2 separate regions of the Oryctolagus cuniculus genome follow, and region 1 is linked to region 2. Evidence: chromatin contacts called from public Micro-C data. All regions are on one chromosome and are shown on one strand. The core of a region is the stretch at or near the end of the contact, and the rest is flanking DNA. Distances in the headings are between cores, read along the strand shown.

Region 1 (5,213 bases), core at 2,670-5,169, 160 kb after region 2:
ACTGAGCTAGAGAGTCACCAGGAAGAGGAGGGAGCAGCATCAGAGCCAGAGGCAGAGCCGAGACGCAGAAGGCCTCAGGAAAATGCAGAAGCGGGAGAGCAGGAGCTGGCAGGGTAGAAGTTGGGAGTTGGAGACGATGGTCACGGGGAGCCCGCTCTGTGTTTACTGTGTATCGGGAGTCGTCGGGATGAACAGCCACGGCCACGTCTCCGGGCAACGTCTCCGGCCTCGTGGTTCCCACCACAACCTCGGCGTCTGGAGAGAAACATTCAGGTGCTCAGGGCCGGCCACCACCCTCGCAGGACGGAGCAGGCCCTCGGGTGACTCGGGCTTTCCTGAAGCTCATGACCAGAGGCCCGAGAGGCAGCGGTGCCAAGGAACGCCTAGATGACACGCACAGGACAAGCACAGAAGGAGAACTCTACTGGGTGCCCAGAGCACACGGGCTAGCACCGGCCATCTCTCCCGGGTAGCACACGCCTGCAGAACTACACTAAGCTCCCAAAGGGCGCCGACCAGGTGTGTCGTTCCTGCCTCTCCCGGGACACCCAAGCTAAGTGCCCAGGACCTCACACCCGCTGCCAAGGTTCCGTGGGACACAGACAGGTGCCAATCAACAGCGGCCGCCCGGGCGAGCCTCACTCACCAGGTTCTCCATCCACGGGGAAGGCAACGGAAAAGAGCAGGCCAAAAGACACAGGGCTGGGGCAGCCGGGCAGCTGCAGCTCGGTGCGGCCAGGCAAGGCCCGGCTGTCCACCTGGAGGGGTCAGAGAGGCCGGGTGATGCAGCAGCCTCTCTGCAAAGCTCACAGCCACATCTGCACTGGTCACATCCGGATCGCTCAGGAGCCACCTCCACCGCCGCCCCTCCCCCACCCCACCGGAAGAGCAAGTGTTCCGTAGGCACTCAGACACAGTCAGGAACGGACACATGCGAGCCATCATCTCTAACTTACGGACCGAGGAAGCTGAGGCTCAAACAGACTGAACAGCCGGCCCAAAGCCACTCGGCCGTGGGTGGCAGCACTCAGGTTCAAATCCAAGCAGTCCGCCCCTGGAATCTTAACCGCTCCATGACCCGGCCTGAGAGTTCTTACCACCTGCTCCTCTCCCCGTCTCACCTCAATATCAGAGATGGCTGATCGTAAGGCGCACGACCAGTTGACGAGCTGACGGCCTCGGTACAGCAACCCTGCCTCGTAGAGCCGCACGAAAGCTTCGGTCACAGCCACCGAGAAGCCCTGGAATGACCTGAGTGTCCACCTCAAAAGCCCTCCTCAGCCCATCGCCCATCCCGGGACCCAGGCGTCCCCAGCTCCCACATCTGAAGACCTCCAAACACCCACAACCCCCAGGGACACGTGTGGGACACTCACGGCATCCATGGTAAAGCACTCTCGGTCCCAGTCCAGGGAGGCGCCCAGAGCACGCAGCTGCTCACAGATCTCGCCACCTTTCCTGTGCCCAGAAGACAGCCCTGTCAGCATTTCCCAGGCCCCGGGCCCGGCCATGCCCCCAGCAGTGCCAGGCGCTGTCAAAAATAAAGCTAATGGAGACAGACCCAGGAGGGGGCTTTCTGTGACACCGAGAGAGGCATAAGCACCCACAGGATCCACCGCGCGGCGGCAGCCAACGTGCAAGTCCAAGAAAGCAGCGTGGAGAAGGCGCCAGGCGAGCACGGCGTGGGGGCACGGAGGTGATCACACGGGGACTGGCAGGTGGGAATGCGCAAGCAGGGGAGGTGAGGACACTGAAGTCCAGGCGAGGGAAAGGGATGAGCAGAGGAAAAGGCGTCCACGTGTACGCACACATACAGGAGCAGACATTCTGACACGCAGCGTGCACACACACTCGTACGAGGCCTGCAGACACCACCACGTGCTAAGGGGCTCCAGCGCCTGTCCCCAGGGAGGGTGGGGCCGCCCTGGGACGAGCTGAGAACTCTAAGGTAAGAGAGTAAGCGACGGGAAGCAGGGCCGCAGCCTGGCATCCCAGCCCCTGCAGCCCTGCCTGGCACTCACGCCGCCTTCCACTGCCACACGGCCTTGAGGAAGTCCTCCCGGCCCAGCTCGTGTCTCCTCACTCCCCGCTCCGTCCACAGCCGCTTCTCCACCACAGCCTGCAGGATCAGGAGCAGGTACAGAATGAGGCTCCTCTGTGGGGAAGAGACCGTCTTCACCCGAGAAGGGAGCGGGGACAGGGCCTACTTGTGTAGCAATTCCTGCGTGATCGGAGCCAGGGACCCAGAGCACCCGATCCCCTCGCATGCGGTGCCTGCAACAGAAGCATCCTGGCCTGAGCCCTGGGCACCCATCCGCCCACGGTCCACAGCCCCTCCGGGAACGCCCCTCTCACCAGCGCACGAGGGCATCCTCTATGGCCACCGTGAGTGCGTGGCCGATGTGCAGGGACCCAGTGACATTGGGGGGCGGGATACACATGGAAAACGTCTCCCCTGTGGTCTGGGGCATCTGGGCCTAGGAGGAGGCAGAGGCAAAGGCAAGAGAGGGTGGCCGTTCGCTGGGGGAACAGCACCCTCTGGCGTCTTCAAGGCAGACAGCATCTTAGGGAACTGCCCTGCAGCTAACAGGAAAGACGGGGAAGGGAGGAGGAACCTGCCAAGGGAAATCTGCAGGACACCACAGGCTTGAAGCAGACAAGCTGGACGGGGCGAGCGGGACTCAGAGGCTCCTGTCCTGCTCAGGGACCACTGAGCACCACTCCCTCCCAGGTATTCACCTGATATTCTGGTTTGAAGAAGCCCTCTCGCTCCCACCACGAGTACCAGGCAGCCTCGACGTAGCAAGGGCTGTAGGCAGCAGGCAGGGGCCCCGACACATCTGTGGAAGCAGAGGAGAGCTCCACTACCTCCTGAACTTCCTTCCCGGCTGCACCTTGGCGACAGCGGGAGAGCCGAATCTGCACGCCACCGTTACCTTTCTTCTCCCCGGGCTCCGTAGGGACTTCATACAGCACCACCTCCTTAGGGCTCCAGGCCTTCCTGGGTTCTGCAGGTGACTGAAAGGAGGCAGCAGGAGGGGCTTGGAATCCCGGCCCAGCCTCCTCTAGCCCCCTCCCACCCGTCTCAGGGGCCTGGGGTCAAGGTGCTCCACCCCTAACCTGGCCCTTCCCGGCTGTCCCGGCCTCCAGCGCCGCCTGCCTCTCCCGCAGGCGCTTCTGTTTGGCCTCTCGGTTCCTCCGGGAGACGGGAGGTCCATGATGGGGCTCTGACTGTGTAGAAAGGGGATGGAGGCTGCGGAGGCCCCGTGGGGGCCTCAGACCCCAGAGCGAGGGTCTCAGAGAGGCCAGAGGCAAATGAGGCATCGGGAGTTGTCTGGAGAGGGGTCAAGATCTGTTCCGGAGAGACGGCGCACGTGAAGAGGGTGCGGGAGTCGGGGAGCGGCACAGCCCCCGGGCCACGCCCCCAGCCCTCACTGCAAGCCTCGCGCTCGCACCAGTTTTCCTAAGTATTTTCCAACACCACGCCTCCCGCCGGTGGACGAGAGCGCGTGGTATAGACAGGGCCAGCGGCCTGGCCCCCGGAGACCCGGGCTCGTGTCGGGCAAGGTCTGAGTCTCTCTCCCCGCGCCCACGCCTCTCTGCGACATGGCGGAGGGGCAAGACTCGGGGATTCGGGGAGACGATGGCCAGCAGCGCCTACAAGCCGCCCTAGGGGGCCCACCGCGGTCTCCGCCCGCAGCGTCCCCGGCCCGCGCGGCCCGGCCACCCCTCCCCGTGAGCCCCGGCCCCGCAGCCCCTCCCACCTCCCCCGGGCCGCCCCGGCGCGCGCTCACCGGCGACCCCGCCGCTATCCCAGGGCGCCCCGCGGCGGCGGCAGGGACGCGGGGCACCAGCGAAGCTGGCCCTGGAAGCAGGCCGGCGATCACGCTGCGCGCAGAGACCGCCCGCCCCTCACGCACTGCGCGTGCACGGCCACTCCCTCGGCCCCGCCCCCCACCGCCGCCGCGTCCAATGGCTGCCGGCGCGAGAGGAGCGAGTTCGCCGCCGGGAACAGGCGAAGGCTTGCAGAGAGGCGCGCGGGACCAAGGGGCTCACTTTCACGATTTTATTGAACAAGAAAAGTCCCGATGCATAAATAAAAAAAAACACCTGAGTTGTGGGGCCGCCCCGCCCGCCGCCCGCCCGCGTCCGGTCAGGAGCTGTGCTTCTGCCGCTTCCAGAAGCGCTTGACGTCGCTGTGCCCAGCCGGGGTCACCACCATGAGCCGCTTGGCCGAGTTCTCGAAAACCAGCACGCCCAGCTCCCGCGCGTGGGCCAGCAGCAGCTCGAAGTCCACTTGCGACAGGAACTGGTTGTACAGGACGCCTGGGGTGCGCAGGAGCGGAGGGCGAGCACGTGAGGCGGGGGTCCCCCCCGTGGCAGCCTGACACTAGTGTGTGCCCAGCTCCCACAAAATCCAGACTGCCCTGACTGGGGACGTCTACTGACTAGTGCCCGCTTGCCCCAAAATCAAGTGGCCTGCCAGCTTTCCGTGCAGGAAACACAAGGTGACATGCGTGGAGAACTCTTCAGCCCGTCAAGGCTGAACTGCCTGCCGTCCCTCATGCCGGTGCCCAGCGCCACTCACCCTCCGTGAACCGCAGCCTGTCCCTTTCCAGCTCCCACAGGCGAATCTGGTCCGTGATGGTGGGGGGCAGCACGGGGGTCTGCGGGGACAACAGTTGGCTGAGGGGTTTCAGGGACACTGGCCCTGCACTTGGTCCCCAGGTTGGGGGGACTTCTCCCGCCATCTCACTGCCAAGTGCCCAGGGTGCCTGTGTTTACCTGTTTGAGCATCACTGGGTGGGCCCTTGTCCTTAGGAAGTGGATTATCTGAGAACAGACAAGAATGGCGAGAGGGCTTGAACCTACTGTCGCCAGAGCACAGCCGCTCTCTCTAGAAAGCCCCAGGGCCACCTCCCTGTTGTCGGCTCCGCCCACCCCTGTTCACCTGTTGTTACCCTTACTGCACCGCCCACAGCCTCTCTATTGGTCAAGTCTGCAGTCTGCCCTTTCCATTAACTTGTTTTTTTCTTTAAAATAGCCACAGCTACTACTTTTTGATCAACTTACTGCTAGGCAGGCTCTGAGCTTAATGCTTTAGCTCTGCTCTCCTGCTGAGTGCTCCCAGCAGCCCAGGGAGGTGAGAGCTGTCACTCACCAGAAGAGGAATCAGGGAGGAGAGAGCAAGCCCAGCCCCCGCGGCCAGGCAG
Region 2 (5,250 bases), core at 279-2,778:
CCCCTGGCAGAGATTTGAGGCAGGATTTCTGGGATACGACTCTGACCAACAATACTCCAGCAGGGTTAAAGAATATTTTCCAGGTTATTCTATGAGAAGTGGTCAGTTTTCTTGCCTCTAAGTTCCCTAAACTCTGTCCCTGCATCAGACGTGTGTGCAGGTATTTCAAAAAGTTTGTGGAAAAATGGAATTTGGCCGGCGCCGCGGCTCAACAGGCTAATCGTCCGCCTTGCAGCGCCGGCACACCGGGTTCCAGACCCGGTTGGGGCGCCGGATTCTGCCCTGGTTGCCCCTCTTCCAGGCCAGCTCTCTGCTGTGGCCAGGGAGTGTAGTGGAGGATGACCCAAGTGCCTGGGCCCTGCACCCCATGGGAGACCAGGAGAAGCACCTGGCTCCTGGCTTCGGATCAGCGCGGTGCACCGGCCGCGGCGGCCATTGGGGGGTGAACCAACGGCAAAAGGAAGACCTTTCTCTCTGTCTCTCTCTCTCACTGTCCACTCTGCCTGCCAAAAATAAAAAACAAAAAAAAAAAGAAAAGGAAAATGGAATTAAAAGATAAGTTTATTTTAGTGTAAAAAATTCACACACACACATACATATATAATAATCATGATTAACACATAACAGTGAGGAGAAAAGAAAACTCTGGAACTTTCTCAATCCAAAGGTGGGAAGCAAGGCCAGGACCGCTGATGGCCACATGGGCTGTTTCCATAGCTACTTGGCTATTTTGATTGACATTGCATATGGTTTGAGGGCTGCACTATGGGAAAAAAAGTAGCTATTTCCTGATTGAACCATGATCTAGGCAAGACAGGCAATCAATGGGAGATATCCTCTTAATGAATGGGTAATCTTAGGGGAAGAGAGGGGGAGAGAGAGATTCCATTAAAGGACAATACCTGGTTAGAACCTGGGTTTTCAAACACATTATCTGGCGTCAGTGTTCGTTCTGAACCTACTCAGGGTCAAAGCATCACTGAGGTCCAGGACGTCAGGGGAAACCCCTAGTCACGGGGACAAGCCCCCGGGGCAGGCCCCTTGCGCTCCGTGCGGCGCTAGGGCAGCGCTGCTGTGCGGCTAGCAAGCACGAGCCGGTGAAGGGGCAGCCGCGGGCTTCCTCAATGAGAGATGTCTGCAGAAGTGGCCCGCGGCTCACGGAGAAATCGTGTCGCTGTTTTCCCACTGGGCGCCTGTCACCTGAGGGCGCCCTGACAGTCGCTGCTTCCACCGGTTCGCTTCACTGTGCTTTCCTTTTTTAGCTGTGCCTAAAGCAGTGGCAGGTTTCCGGCAAGTGGATCCTGGAGTGAGGACAAGGCGGGTGCCTGGGTGCCGGAGAGCACTGGGTGCGCGGCCCCCAGCCTCGGCTAAGGAGCGCGATCGGTTCCCGGGAGGGGCGCGCCTCGCTCCACGGGCCGCTGCCCAGGCGCCACCACCAGGGGGCGCAGCAAGACACTGCCTCGGGTAGACGCCGGCAGTCCCGGCTCTCAACCGACCAGGCCGTTTGTTGCCATGGATACGGTTTCCATAGTTTCGCTGGCGGCCACTGCACCTGCCCCTACACAGCTCCTTTTGCAAGCTGACTATGTATTCTAATAAAGATCCCCAATCCTGTCCATTTAACAAGGGTACCATATCCATATTTTTCCACTGGCGGGTTTTCACCACTCGTGACATTTCCTGGTGTTTGCTTCTTAGACAATTTGCAGCGTCTGTGATTCAGAATCCAGCTCTGCATTCTCGCTCAGCTCCACTCACGAACTGGGCGTCAAGTGCAGGCGGCTAGGCACGGGGGGTGACTGCTAATCGGAACAGGGCGACACCGGGCCTGCCGTGGTCTCTGCGGGAGACACTCCCTGGGGGCGGCGCTTGGCTTCGCTGACGCTAAGGGAACACATCCCGAAGGGGCCGCGGGGCGTTGGGCAGTCCCCATGAACTTCTGCGAGTCGTGCCTCTGGCTCTGCACCCTGTGTTCGGAGCTGCCGATGCTGACTCGCTCGCCTGGAATTCCCTCTGTACCGGCCTGTGCACGGGGCGCGGTTACGTGAGTCATCACTGCCCCTCCCCTCCTCGTGCGCGTACACGCTGGCAAACTCCCGGGGTGTGGGGAATCACAGCGCTTCGAAGCAGGCTTGACTCAAGGCTGTTTCCTCAAGACCTTTGGGCGGGATTCTAAGTTAGAAATAGAGCACCTTGTTGGCGTCCTGTCTTCAAATTCTTTGAGGGTGGGACCTGAGATGTGGCATTCTTAAAAGCAGAGCTTGCTAGTGAAGGCAGATAGGTATCATAGGTGTCAAAACTGATAAAACGGGCCAGCGCCGTGGCTCACTTGGCTAATCCTCCTCCTGTGGTGCCGGCACCCCGGGTTCTAGTCCCGGTTGGGGCGCCAGGTTCTAGTCCGGGTGGCTCCTCTTCCAGTCCAGCTCTCTGCTGTGGCCCGGGAGGGCAGTGGAGGATGGCCCAAGTCCTTGGGCCCCACACCCGCATGGGAGACCGGGAGGAAGTACCCGGCTCCTGGCTGCAGTGGCAGCCGTAGTGGCTGTTAGGGGAGATCTTTGTCTCTCTCTCTCACTGTCTATAACTCTCTCTGTCTCTCTCTCTCACTGTCTAACTCTGCCTGGCAAAAAAAAAAAAAAAAAAAAAAAAAAAAAAAAAAAAAAAAACCACACACACACAAAAACAAAAAAAAAACAAAAAAAAAACACAAACAAACAAAAAAAACCTGAAACGCTATTGGAGGGGCCGGCGCTGTGGCTAGTAGGCTAAGCCTCTGCTTGTGGCACCATCCCATATGGGTGCTGGTTCAAGTCCCGTCTGATCCAGCTCCCTGCTATGGCTTGGAAAGCAGTAGATGGCCCAAGCACTAGGAACCCTGCACCCATGTGGGAGACCAGGAAGAAGCTCCTGGCTCCTGGCTTCAGATTGGTCAGGCTCTGGCCATTGTGGCCACTGGGGGAGTGAACCAGCAGATGAAAGACCTCTCTGTCTCTGTCTCTCTCTCTCTCTCTCTCTCTCTCTCTGTAACTCTACCTCTCAAATAAATGATTAAATTTTAAAAAATATTTATTTATTTATTTGAGAGGCAGAAGCAGAGACAGGGAAAGAGACCTTCCATCCACTGGTCCACTCCCCAAAGGGCTGCAATGGCTGGAGCCTGACCAACCCGAAACCAGGAGCCAGGAGCTTCTTCCCAGTCTCCCACATGACTGCTTTCTCAGACTCATTAACAGGGAGCTGGGTCAGAAGTAGAACAGTCAGGACTCGAACCAGCACCCATATGGGATGCTGGCGCTGCAGGCTGGAGCTTCAGCCCACTGCGCCATAGGACGAGCCCCAGTAAACTTGTCTTTTAATCCCCTCATTCTGTAAGCCTTTTGCAGTACCCTCGTGTTTCCAGCCACCTGCTGTAGGCACAAGGATGGTCCCTCTCTGTGTCTTCAGCCTGTTTTCAGACTGGGTGCTCTCCAGGAATGGGGACTGTGACTGGGTCTTGTTTGGCTCAAATCCCAAAGCAGATGAAAAGGAAGGTCGCAGAGCCTGCCTCTGCAAGCATAAAGAACAACTATTTTAAACACCCGTGAGTTGCTTCTATGAAGAGGTTGCCATGCATTTGCTCATCATTTGACACTCAGCTCAAATGAGGCAAAAAGTGAATGATTCCGGAGCGGAAGACCTCAGTCTGACTTCACCTCCCCAACCTGCACTGCCATCTAGCCTCGGTACGATGTGGGAGGCCATTTATTTAATTTCTCTGAGCCTCAGACTTCGCATTGCTTGCTAAGACAGCTGGTTTTCCTGCCTGGCAGAGCCGGTGTGAAAGCAGCACCAAGTGTTCCGTAAGTGAGTCTCAGGTCCGTTACCGCAGCCTCCGGGAGCTTCCTGGAGTCTGCACGGGCCGAGCGGGGTCCCTGCCTGGCCTCCAGGTCCCTCCATTACAGCTCTCAGCACTCAGCACTCAGCACATTATCCTCCAGTTGCCGGCTTGCTTGTCCTGGTCTGCTCGTCTGCTTCCTCTGCTCCCAGCTGAGTCCCTGGCACACACCGGACACTCATGAATCTTAATTTCTTTGTGTTGCCAAGCAAGACCAAACAGAAGGAACAGCACCAAAAGAAAGCATGTGGTCATTTATTCCAAAATATGTCTTTCATTGAATCTAAGACATTGAGTATAAAATGCACCATTCAGGGCCGCTGCTGTGGCACAGCGGGTAAAGCTGCCGCCTGCAGTGCCGGCATACCATGTGGGCACCGGTTCGAGTCCCGGCTGTTCCACTTCCGATCTAGCTCTCTACTATGGCCTGGGAAAGCAGTAGAAGATGGCCCAAGTCCTTGGGCTCCTATACGCATGTGGGAGACCTGGAAGAAGCTCCTGGCTCCTGGCTTTGGATGGGGGCAGCTCTGGCCATTGTGGCCAATTGGGGAGTAAACCAGTGATGGAAGACCTCTCTCTCTCTCTCTCTGTGCCTCTCCTCTCTTTGTGTAACTCTGACTTTCAAATAAATAAACAAATCTTTAAAAAAAAATACACCATTCTTTCTGTCGCACTAAAAAAGAAAGAGTGCAGCCTGCTGAAGCATGACACGCCACCAGGGGCGTCCTAGGCCGCTTTTCGTTACTGTAACCGAGTTCCTGAGGCAGGCTAACTGTAAAGAGGTTTGTTTAGCTCACAGCTTGCAGACTGAAAGGTTCCGACCTAGTGGCCCGGTGCGGAGGGGGTGGAGGGAGGGTCCAGGTGCTGATGAGGTCAGGATGGCGGGAGGGGGTGTGAGAGGAAGGGTCACCTCCTCAATCAGGAGAGTGACTCAGGGTCAAGCTCAACTCCTATAGCAACTCCCTTCTAGGAGAAGCTCCCCCAGTGACCTAAGGACCTCCCTCCAGACCCCTCCTCTTAAAGGTCCCTCCACCTCAACAGCGCTACAGGGAGGGACCAAGCGCCCCACACGCAAATCCATATTCTGAACTGAGGTGGGGGGGTGATGTGTGACCCAGACTGGGCGAGGCACACGGTTACCCAATGCAACTCTGTTTCCTATATCACCCTCAAGGTCCCTGTTCTCAGGGCCCTGATCGACATTCTAGCGGGAGGAGACAGTGTGCCAACAACGGAGCACAGAAATAAACATAGCTCAGCTTGTGACCGACTCCTGGCAGGAAATAAACGTGGTGGTAGATAGAGACTCAGGAGAAGGAGCTACTTCTGGGTCAAGCAGAGGAAAGGCTCTGACCAGATCTGAAAAAATAACTCCGTGT

Evidence for each region. Hi-C and Micro-C count contacts between places; a contact is called where the count stands out from the background.
Region 1: a contact with region 2 is called in a Micro-C map of ear pinna, with 8 times the contacts expected there. The contact joins the promoter of VARS2 here to the enhancer-like site in region 2. A contact is called at or near these places in 3 of 6 Hi-C or Micro-C datasets (ear pinna, psoas muscle and an unstated tissue).

What each region holds. Positions count from the first base shown.
Region 1 is chr5:139,550,213-139,555,425 of mOryCun1.1, forward strand. VARS2 (valyl-tRNA synthetase 2, mitochondrial) reads right to left here and starts at 3,920. Exons shown (of 30, transcript XM_051854872.2): 1 at 3,795-3,920; 2 at 3,121-3,352; 3 at 2,937-3,018; 4 at 2,740-2,840; 5 at 2,356-2,477; 6 at 2,208-2,274; 7 at 2,022-2,119; 8 at 1,377-1,458; 9 at 1,122-1,241; 10 at 647-758; 11 at 167-255. The coding sequence starts at 3,324. GTF2H4 (general transcription factor IIH subunit 4) reads right to left here. Exons shown (of 14, transcript XM_051854875.2): 12 at 4,786-4,833; 13 at 4,589-4,667; 14 at 4,053-4,326. The coding sequence ends at 4,154.
Region 2 is chr5:139,394,148-139,399,397 of mOryCun1.1, forward strand. No RefSeq gene overlaps it. Among named protein-coding and RNA genes, the nearest start is that of MUC22, 15 kb to the right of the region's middle. Within about 2 kb of position 1,529, at least 5 of the 8 cell types and tissues checked have an H3K27ac peak or open chromatin away from gene starts, as enhancers often do. A contact at or near this core is called in ear pinna, where this site is marked.